Regions from separate parts of the Zea mays genome. Here regions 1 and 3 are each linked to region 2. A link is a contact called in public Hi-C data. All regions are on one chromosome and are shown on one strand. The core of a region is the stretch at or near the end of the contact, and the rest is flanking DNA. Distances in the headings are between cores, read along the strand shown.

Region 1 (3,400 bases), core at 176-2,675, 510 kb after region 2:
GGAATACACTCGCATTCTCTCGCCCTTCTCGGATTGACGCCTGGTGCGGGTGCCTCTCAGTTTGGAGCTGCTCCGGCTGGGCTTCTTTCTCCGCTTGCGTGCTCTCTCCCTATATATCTAGCGGTATACTAACTATGTCGTCTCCAGATGCTCAGGTCTTCGTCGTGTCTTTCTCCGGCAACGAACATGCATGTCTGCCTCTTCCCTTCCCCTCATGCTCTACGAAACCTTGAAAATGGGGGAGGCGAGGGATGGGGTCTCTGATTGCTGCCTATGGTACCCGTGCGTTCCTAATAAATATTATGTGAAGAGCAGAGACAGTCAATAAAAAATCTTGGGATCTTTTTGGTGGATAATTTACGTGGGTATTGATGTGAGCCGTCGCAACGCACGGGTAACCGACTAGTAATAGCATAATATCTCTCCAACATACTAGCTATTTAACTTGCTAAGCTATTCGGCTCTCTAAATTAACTCCCTCACTAGCCAAATTTGGTTAGCAACTCTCGCTAGCCAAGCTAACTTTATGTTGTAGAGTCTGTTGAAATGAAATGTTATATATATATATATATATATATATATATATATATATATATATATATATATATATATATATATATATATATATTGTTTAATATTCATGGAAAGACAAATAAAGAGTCAAATAAAGAGTCTCTTGGAGATGCTCTTAGTAAACTAACTATAACTAAGACTCTGTTTTAAACCTCTAAAACTAATTGGTAATCAGCTAATAAGTTATTAGCTAATTTAGGTAGGTTGAAATAGCTAACAACTAATAGATATTGAAGAGGTATAGGTAATAATTAGTAGGTCTATTAGCTGACCCATTCCGTTCTAAATCTTTAGAGCTTAGTTGGCTAATAAGTTGTTACTTGGTTTTAGCTAGTTTGGAGCTATTAACAACTAATGATTATTTGTAACGTATAGCTAACAATTAACTGGTCCATTAGCTAATCCGTTCTAAACTTCTCAAGTAATTTTAGTTGCTAACTAGTTTAGAGGTCTAGAACATGGCCTAAATCTCTTAAGTGATTTTAACGGCTAACTATTAGTTTAGTCTTAGAGATTTGAGACATGAACTAATTTTAACTAATTTTTTAACTTCAATTGGTAATTACACGTGTATCCTGTCAGGCCCTAAAATGTTAATTTGGTTAATTCAGGTACAAATTAAAAAGGAATTTAAACACTGGTGGCCAGAAGGTTCTAGAATCTAGACTAGAGTGACCATCGAATCGACGATGGAGAAAAACCGCTGAGGCCCGGTTGGCAAGTTTGACACCACAAACAGACCCACTAACCCCAACATCCCTCCCCCTAGGATCTCAATCCAACGGCGCGCACACCCTCCCTCACTAGCTGAAGAGCGGCGGCAATAAGCCAGCAAGGCTCCTGTGAACCCGAAGTGCCGGCACCGCCGCTGTTGCAGAAGTTGCCTCTTTTTTACGTCTTGTTTCTCCTCCACCCCGGCGACGCGAATGGAGAAGGGCAGTGGAGGCAGCAATCCTCCGCCGCCACCGCTCCACATGGAGGACTTCCAACTGGAGGGGAAGAAGCCCGTCAAGAACCCCTTTGTGCCCATCGGTATGTACGCGCCGACGGCCCCCCTCTCTCTGACGCCCGAGGCTGGCCCCGTAGGACCTAGCTAGTCCTTTACGCGCTGAGAACGGGGACGAGCAGCTGCCCGGATCGAGACTCGTGGGGTGTAATTCTCTGGGGGCAGGTTTGGATTGGTAGGGTGGGGGTGGGGATCTGGCTCCGTTTTTTTTCCTAGGGCCGTATTTTTGCTGTTTTGGATTGCTTATGGTGCCGCTAGATTGATGAAGCCGCTAGCGTAGGAATTAAGGTGTGAAAACTGGCATGGAATTTGATGCTTGTTGTTTGATTTGCCACAATACGTAATACATATAGACTGCTGTAGTTTGTCTATTTGTTTTACTTCTTTTGCGTAGCGTGCATTCTTTATTCGCATTATATCAGTAACTGCACTATGTGGCCGGAGCAGGAGAAAACGAAATTTGAGAAGATAGCAATTTGCCTTGCATTAATTTTTATGTCCCTGATTTGTATGCATATGGTGGTCGAAATTTTCTGCCTCATCAATAATCAAGTAGTGCATAGGGACTCACCCTCCCTTTAAAACATGGCTATAAAGGATTGGTTTGTTGATGATAGGGGTAGGGAAACTCTGGAATAGACATAGGTTTCTATGTATGGTTATTTGTAAGCACACTTACATCCATTTTCATGTACCTCTATGAATGAAAAATAATAACTGTGGAATAGACCTAGGTTTCTATGTATGAAAACAGTAGTTATTGTGTGACCAATAGACTGTTTGTTGGAAACAAAAATGAGGTTCCTAGATTAGCTCAGGGTAACGTAATGAGGAACTTTCATCTGGGTTAGCCATTTAGGGGGGCATACTATTGTGATGAATGAGTTTGTAGCATAAAGAATGGATGTTGGAGTCAGGAGGACATGTGGCACCCCCATGAGCAACACTTGAAGGGTTGAATTTGATCATGCCCTTACAAATAATATTAAGAGCATAAAGAATGGAGGTTGGAGTGAGGATGTTCTGGAAACTTCAGCCTCTTCGGCATAACTATCCACCAGCTTTAAGATAATTCATGAAGTATGTATGGGCCAATGTCCTTGGAAGTATTTAGATTTATTAGGAAGTCTTATTAAGTCTTTGATTTGTTCCTGAGTTTATCATCCTTGCTTTGCTAGTTCTCTTTTCAAAACCTCAGGCCATTCAATAGCATATTTTACTGCGCTTTCTGGATCTGCCAGACAATGTGGTTTTGTGTGTGTATGGCAATTTTGCTTTATAGTTTACCAATGAAACTTCCTGTCATTCTGTGATGAAGCAGATGGAAACCTGACTTGGCACTTGCTGCTAAAATTTTAATTTATTAGTAATGTTCTGATTGGATGCCTTAAGCTTAATCGCTTGACCACTAAATTCTTACAACGTTTCACATATTTTTCAGGCGCACTGGTTACTGCTGGAGTTCTGACTGCTGGTCTGATCAGTTTCCGATATGGGAACTCTCAGCTGGGTCAGAAACTGATGAGGGCACGTGTAGTTGCTCAAGGCGCTACAGTCGCTCTGATGATTGGCAGTGCTTACTACTATGGCGATCAAATCAAGCTGTTCAAGAAAGGGTCGAGCCCATGATCTTCCCATGAATATTGCTGTTTTTGGTGTATGGAGGAATGCCTTGTATACGCATAAATTTCACCTGGACTCTGCTGCCCCTTTTTAACATCATTTTGGCCTGACACGTGGTAGCTAACAAGAAATCGCTGTTGGTCCGATCGGCAGGATTGAAAATAAATAATTTTGTTTGTTGATTTTTGTCAGGATTTG
Region 2 (3,325 bases), core at 17-2,516:
TCCGCTATCTATGGGTCGCTTGATGTTCGAGTAGTACTATATAAAAGACAAACACTTGTGTAATAGGGGCATGAACAATTTAGCTATCAAATATCAGATAAACTCGTCTTCCTCCCAGCTATTCCCTTCTCCAAGTCTTATTCTCCTCTGAGCTCTTCCTCTTGGATCCCCCTTCCCAGGTGTTGCTAACAATAAGTCCATCTCAAATTCATGGGGTGAGAGATGGAAATTGATTCTATAGATTTACATGCTATTTTTCTGATGTACAAATTATAACACACTTTTCTACTTGCTTCGCTATAACATATATATAGTATATAACTGTCTCTCTCATATGATTTAAGATAATATATAAATATATTACATATATGTTCATAATTAGTTTTGTCTAAATTATAATTATTGAAATGGAATTCAATTCCAACCAAACAAATAAACGGGGCCTAATTCTATTTTTGGTACCTGCGAGCTGCTAGCGCGGCATGACATCTCACACATGAACTCGTGGAATAGTTGTACGAGTCGTCATGATCTCACCGGCTATCTCATCCCAGCGATTACCAACACTGATGGCAACGCTTGCTTGCAATTGCAATGCAGCGACCACATGCGCGTGGTGGCCCTGGGCGCCTGCTGCGGTAGGACCACCGCTCGCGCCGTGCCGCCGTGTCGCCGTGCTCCTCTTACTCCAGGCGAGGCTCTCGTTCCCGAACGGCGGGCGTGGTGGTGCGCCCCGACAGCACGCACGTGGTAGTTGCCCACACGGCGCTGGGCGAGCTGCAGACGAGGCACTGGGTCCGTCATCCGTGGCGGCCGGACGGGCACGTCCGAGACCTTTTTACGACGGGGAACTCGGTGGCGCTGAGCAGGGACTTTTTTACGCGGTCGGCGGCGAGGCCGGGCGGCCGGCCAAGACGCCCACTGTCGACGTCAGGCAAGGCATTGACGGGCGCTCAGTTTCGTCCTTTCTTTAGTACTCTTGGTTCCGTCTTTAGTACGTCAGGCAACGTGAAGGAAGCTCTTCCGTTCCGTCTTCATTTTTTTTTTGCCGGATTGCAAAACCCTAGGCGCGGCCCGCCACACGGCTCGCGTTCGCAAAGGCCGACTTTTACAAGCCCAATAGGTAGTAGGATGCTTCAGTACCTTGATCTGTCATGGGCACAGTTGTCTTACTTGTCTGTGCAGTGTGCACTTCCGAACTCCGACGCCCGCCGGGTCATGAGCCTGACAACTTTGTATATAAGAGGCACATGCCTGTCCGGACACACAAACAAAACACAAGCATATACCGAAAGCAAGCAAGGCTTCTTTTTTTTTTCTTTCTCTCCCAAGAACATGGAGGCTCCCTCCACCTTGCTCCAGCTCTCCCTCTCCTCCTCCTCGTCTCTGGGTCTTCTTCTGCTGCTGCTGCTGCTTGTGCAGTTGCCGTCCATGGCCAGCTGCCACGAGGAGATGAAGTCCATCTACGTGGGCCAGAGGGTTCTCCCCGTGCGCCTCGGCCGGCCGGCGTTCGGGCCCGAGAGCCTCGCCTTCGACCACCGCGGCGACGGGCCCTTCACCGGCGTCTCCAACGGCCGCATCCTCCGGTGGCGCGGCGCCCAGCGCGGGTGGACCGAGTTCGCCCACAACCACAAGCACGAGTACGTATATATTTATATATAATATACACGCGCCGGCCGTACGCACGTTGCATTGGTCGTCTATCTATTGGCCGGTGACGCTGCTGTCGCTGCAAAGCACAGGACGGTGGCCATGTGCGCGGCGAAGAAGAGGCTGGTGGTGCCGGAGAGCGCGTGCGGGCGGCCGCTGGGCCTGCAGTTCCACCGCGCGTCCGGCGACCTCTACTACGGCGACGCGTACCTGGGGCTGATGCGCGTGGGGCGCCGCGGCGGCCTGGCGGAGGCGGTGGCCACGGAGGCCGGCGGCGCGCCGCTCAACTTCGTCAACGCCGTCGAGGTCGACCAGGAGACCGGCCTCGTCTACTTCACCGACAGCAGCGCCACGTACCAGCGGAGGTACGTACGGTCCGATCCTATCCGATCCCGCGCCACGCACACACAGGCACACAGCTAGCATTTGCGAACCATTTCAACTGAAAACTGTTCCTATAGCTATAGAACTCGTTCCCGAGGAACCGAACCAGAGCCCTTAGAGCATCTCCAAGAGACTCTTTATTTTTTACTCTCTATTTGACTCTTTATTTGTTTCTCCATAAATATTAAACTCTATATATAACATCTTATTCCAACAGACTCTCCAAAATATAATTTAGCTTGGCTAACGAGAGTTGCTAGCCAAATTTGGCTAGTGAGGGAGTTAATTTAGAGAGTGAGATAGCTTAGCAACTTAAATGGCTACTCTGTTGGAGAGCTATTATGCTATTAATTATCTAAAATTTAGCTTGACAAGCTATTTAGCTAGTCTCTTGGAGATGCTCTTAATAATGTACTGCAGTAACGACACACGCGGGCCGCCTGTATACGTGTACGGACGTAGTAGATGTTGCGTATATGCGCGTACGCACCGTATCTTTTTAATTCTCCTTTTATGATTTGCCGCAAGTACATACATACAGACAAAAAGGTGTAGTGTTGACAAGTACTGTGCGGAGCGGAGTAGTAGGGATCGATGAGCGCGGAGGCAGGCATGTGTGTGTGTGCGCGCGCGCGCGCTAGATTGCTAGTGAGGTGGTATACCGTACGTGATAGGCTGATAGCTAGGCGTTGATTCTCGATCGTGTGGCACGACGTGTCGTCGTGACATAACGTGCATGGTATACGCGCGTATATACATTCCAAAAAAAAAAGTTTGCGCTGCGGCGCATCCTTGTTCCAAGTACGCGAAAAGAGTACATTTCGCTGAAGCCTTTACACAGTGTAATGCAAGTGCCTGTAAATACAATACGTGGCACGGAAGTACATTTCATTCTTTAGTATAGTCGAGTTTTTAAGGACAAACATCTATCATCCATTTTTTAAGAAACTGTTTATGGTAATTTAAGTGGTTCAAACGTAGCGGTTTATAACTCAGTTTCTAGAAATTAGATTCTTAGTTTATTAAAATCCAAGAAACTCCTGGCTAAAAAAATTAAAAACTGGTTTCTTAAAAACTAAGTTGCTTCCAAACTGGACCTAATTTGACATATTAATTCATACAAATAAGATTGCCTCTTCTGTCTACTAACAAGGTACCGTTACGGCTCTGATTTAGATTTTTTTATAAAAAAAACTATTTACGCTAGCCATTACAACTAGAGTATATTTAGGAGTAAAGGGAATGAAGTTGATTCCTTTGTTATTCAATTTTAAATAGTAATGGAAATTTA
Region 3 (3,111 bases), core at 558-3,057, 530 kb after region 2:
ATGTTCGGACTGTAGTTCAGGATCATGTGGTTTCCCTTCAGTATGTGCCTTCAGAGTTTCAGCTTGAGAATTTGCTTACAAAGGCCCATACAAGAGCTCAACATAGTTTTCTTCTTTCCAAACTCAGTGTTGTTGATCCATCATGAGTTTGAGGGAGTGTTAGTGTATATGTATACTAGTGTGTTTTCTACTTTTCTTGTACTCTAGGGTTCTCCCTGTAAAGTGTACACATGTACTTTTGCCCTTTGGGCCCTATGGAATAGACAAGTTGCCATTTCTTCTTCATCTCTAACAAGTATATCTCATAAAAGTTAAAGCATAAAAAGTTCAAAGTTCAAACCAAAATCGAGCAGGCATCTCCAATGAGTCAACAAACGTTCCTAAGAGGCCCTTGTTATCTGTCTTCAAATGAATTCTGCATCAAGAGTGGAAGCTGTTGGATGATATCTGTAATACTCCCTCCGTCCATTATGTAAAAGTTTGTCTTGAATCGGATAAATCGAACTTTGTAAGGTTTGACGAACAATTAGTTAAATTATATGCAATGTTTGTGTATAATGTTGTATAGGTATATTTATATTTCAGATTTCTTTTTATTATGATGTTTATTTTGTAGCAACTGATAATCTATTGAAAAATATATTAAAGGCGATAATCTACTTTTGAAGACTCCATCAAAATTGATCCTACATTGATGGACAGATGGAATAGTGTGTAGTAACATGGGAATAGTTCCTGGCTTACTTGGAATCCACCAAGGAAAAACAGTTTACAGTAATGCAGGTTTTACTGCAAGTTGCAAGCAGAACAACCCGTGTCCAAGCAAAGTTCAGACACACTGCTCGAAAGTTCTTTACAGAGACCTACAAAGAAGTAAAATAGGTAAGTGGCACCTTGAGATGGAAAATTTAAGACTGAAAATTTGAAGGTGAAGTTGTAAAGTTGCAACATACAATGGCACCAACTCGAAGGGAATGTGGTGGCAGAAGCTTCTGATCATCAATCAGCAGCCATGCAGTGTCATCCAGCTCAACCACCAGACCCTGTGAATAAATTCCAGTGATAACCCCAGCATACTCTCCACCGCACTTTTCAGGTAAGTTATCCAATGGCAGACTGCCCCTGTAGGATGGGCACCATGCCATGGTTGTCTTCGCAGATGACACCAAAATTGTGTGTGAGGCTTTGTCCCCAACAGAAACCATTTTTTTACTTAACCCAGAAATGTACACCAGCCTCCCCACAAGCCACACTAGAACCGGCCGCCACATGCTAGACGCATCCACAAAGTAGACAAATTTCATCGTCTCAAACATGTGAGTCTGGGCATCTTCCGGCGGTGTCGCCCTGCAGCAGCGGCGACACCCACAACACAAAATCTCCGCCAGAAACCCAACTGAATTTCTGCTTCCTGCATCAGCCTTGGCAAGCGGCATACTGAACACAATGCTGACGGACCTGACCAAACCAAATGCGCAGCCGCGGGTAGCCAAGTCGGGCTCTTGATCCGGGAAACGGAAGGGGACCGTCGCCAGGAAGCTATATTTCACGGGAGGAGCGGACTCCTCGAGGTGCCAGCGGACCACTTCGAGTACGCCCGGCTCGGCGTGGAGGCGCAGTGAGGGTAGGTAGTTCCACGCAAGGACACGGATCACGCGGCCCAGAGCGGCGGGATCGAAGTCGAGGATGCAGCAGCAGACGGAGGCGGCCGCGGTGGCCGGGGAGGCAGCGGTGGGGCATGGGTCGGAGAAGGAAAAGCAGTTGCTGCGGCAGGAGATCGGGGAGGAGGCGGAGGGGAGGGAGAGCGTGCCGGAAAGGAGCACGGGGTGGGACATCGGCGCGAACGGGACCGTGCCGGTGCTCCAGGTTGGGACTGGGGCGGAGAGCTTGTGCTTTTTACGGGGTCGGGATGTGGAGGTGGAGGTGGGGACGGAGAGGCAAAGGAGGGAGGAGGCGCCGGTTGTGGGACGGCGGAGCCGGAGGAGGTCGGCCACAGTGAAACGCGGCGGGGCGGGCGCCGAGGCCTCCATGGCTAAGGGATTGGGGAGGGGCGTTGGGGTTGGGGGTTTGAGAATTTTGGGAGGGGAGAGAAGTCGGAGAGAAGGCCTGAGAGCGGGCGGGAAACGAGGTGGTGGGGAGTGGGGTGTGGGGCCCTATTGGCAGTGGGCTGACGTGTGGGGCGTGTGGTGGGCTTAGATGGGCCTCGTGTTATTTGGTTGGGTCGCATGTTGGGCTTTGTTGATTTTGTTGGGTTTTATGCTATACTACTCAGCGGAAAATGGGCCGTAGTACTTTACAGCATAAATCTCAGCTTTACTAGAAAGCGTGGTGTGCCGTTGGCGCTCTCTCTAAGAGGCGGTTCGCTAAACTATGGACCTAGACCTAACAAATCATTATAACCAAATCAGGCTAACGAATTTGAGTTAACAAATAGTTGTTACTAAAGAATTACAACAGAGTCCATTCATGGTTGACTGTAAGGTGTAAACTAACTCGTTGATACAAAAAATTAAGTGACCGGGTAATTTAGGACATTCGGTTCCCAAAGTTGTTTCTTTGTGTGACAGTTGTTGTTGCTATTGCTAGGGAAGAACAAGCTTTTTTGGTTGAAATATTACTCCATAGTAATCTACTGTTTTTTTTTGTCTATTGCTTAAGGTTAGCCTTGTTGGAGCTATTGTTATATTGATTTTTCTCATTATATAATTTTTTGGAGTAAGACGTCAAATAGAGAAGTATGAAGTACTTGTGCTATTTATATTACAAAAATCCTTTAATGTTTTATCATAATGACAACATAGGAAGTGATTTTATGAAGAATCTTTTGCATTCAAGGTTGCGGAAGGTAAATGTCACAGCAGGACGGCGAATGGGTATATGATGTCCTAGCAAAAATGCATCATTTGTAATATTTGAACTTGTTAAAGAGAATGTCTGTTATTATTTATTTAATATGGTTTCTTTCTATATTTTAATAGGAAAATAGCAGAAGGCGGACATAACTCTAAACCAAATAATTGGTACAAGGCCAACAAAGTATATCAAATTGTTTCCTTTCTCTTTTCAGTTGGCGCTAGTAGGCATTGTAGCAAATAGCTCATTCGCCACTTT

The links. Hi-C and Micro-C count contacts between places; a contact is called where the count stands out from the background.
Region 1: a Hi-C map of endosperm shows a contact between it and region 2, with 3 times the contacts expected there. The contact joins the promoter of LOC100281013 here to the promoter of LOC103632673 in region 2. A contact is called at or near these places in 2 of 25 Hi-C or Micro-C datasets (ear and endosperm).
Region 3: a contact with region 2 is called in a Hi-C map of tassel, with 3 times the contacts expected there. The contact joins the promoter of LOC100304248 here to the promoter of LOC103632673 in region 2. A contact is called at or near these places in 2 of 25 Hi-C or Micro-C datasets (ear and tassel).

The regions. Positions count from the first base shown.
Region 1 is chr7:107,044,108-107,047,507 of Zm-B73-REFERENCE-NAM-5.0, forward strand. It overlaps LOC100281013 (RING-H2 finger protein ATL3I), which reads left to right and starts at 1,426. Exons shown (of 2, transcript NM_001291674.1): 1 at 1,426-1,605; 2 at 3,021-3,400. The coding sequence starts at 1,500. The coding sequence ends at 3,208.
Region 2 is chr7:106,529,429-106,532,753 of Zm-B73-REFERENCE-NAM-5.0, forward strand. It overlaps LOC103632673 (protein STRICTOSIDINE SYNTHASE-LIKE 10), which reads left to right and starts at 1,267. Exons shown (of 3, transcript XM_008654423.3): 1 at 1,267-1,640; 2 at 1,743-2,015. The coding sequence starts at 1,336. LOC103632672 reads left to right here. Exons shown (of 1, transcript XM_008654422.4): 1 at 1-333.
Region 3 is chr7:107,063,574-107,066,684 of Zm-B73-REFERENCE-NAM-5.0, forward strand. It overlaps LOC100304248, which reads right to left and starts at 1,808. Exons shown (of 15, transcript NM_001361393.1): 1 at 954-1,808; 2 at 745-863; 3 at 341-415. The coding sequence starts at 1,436.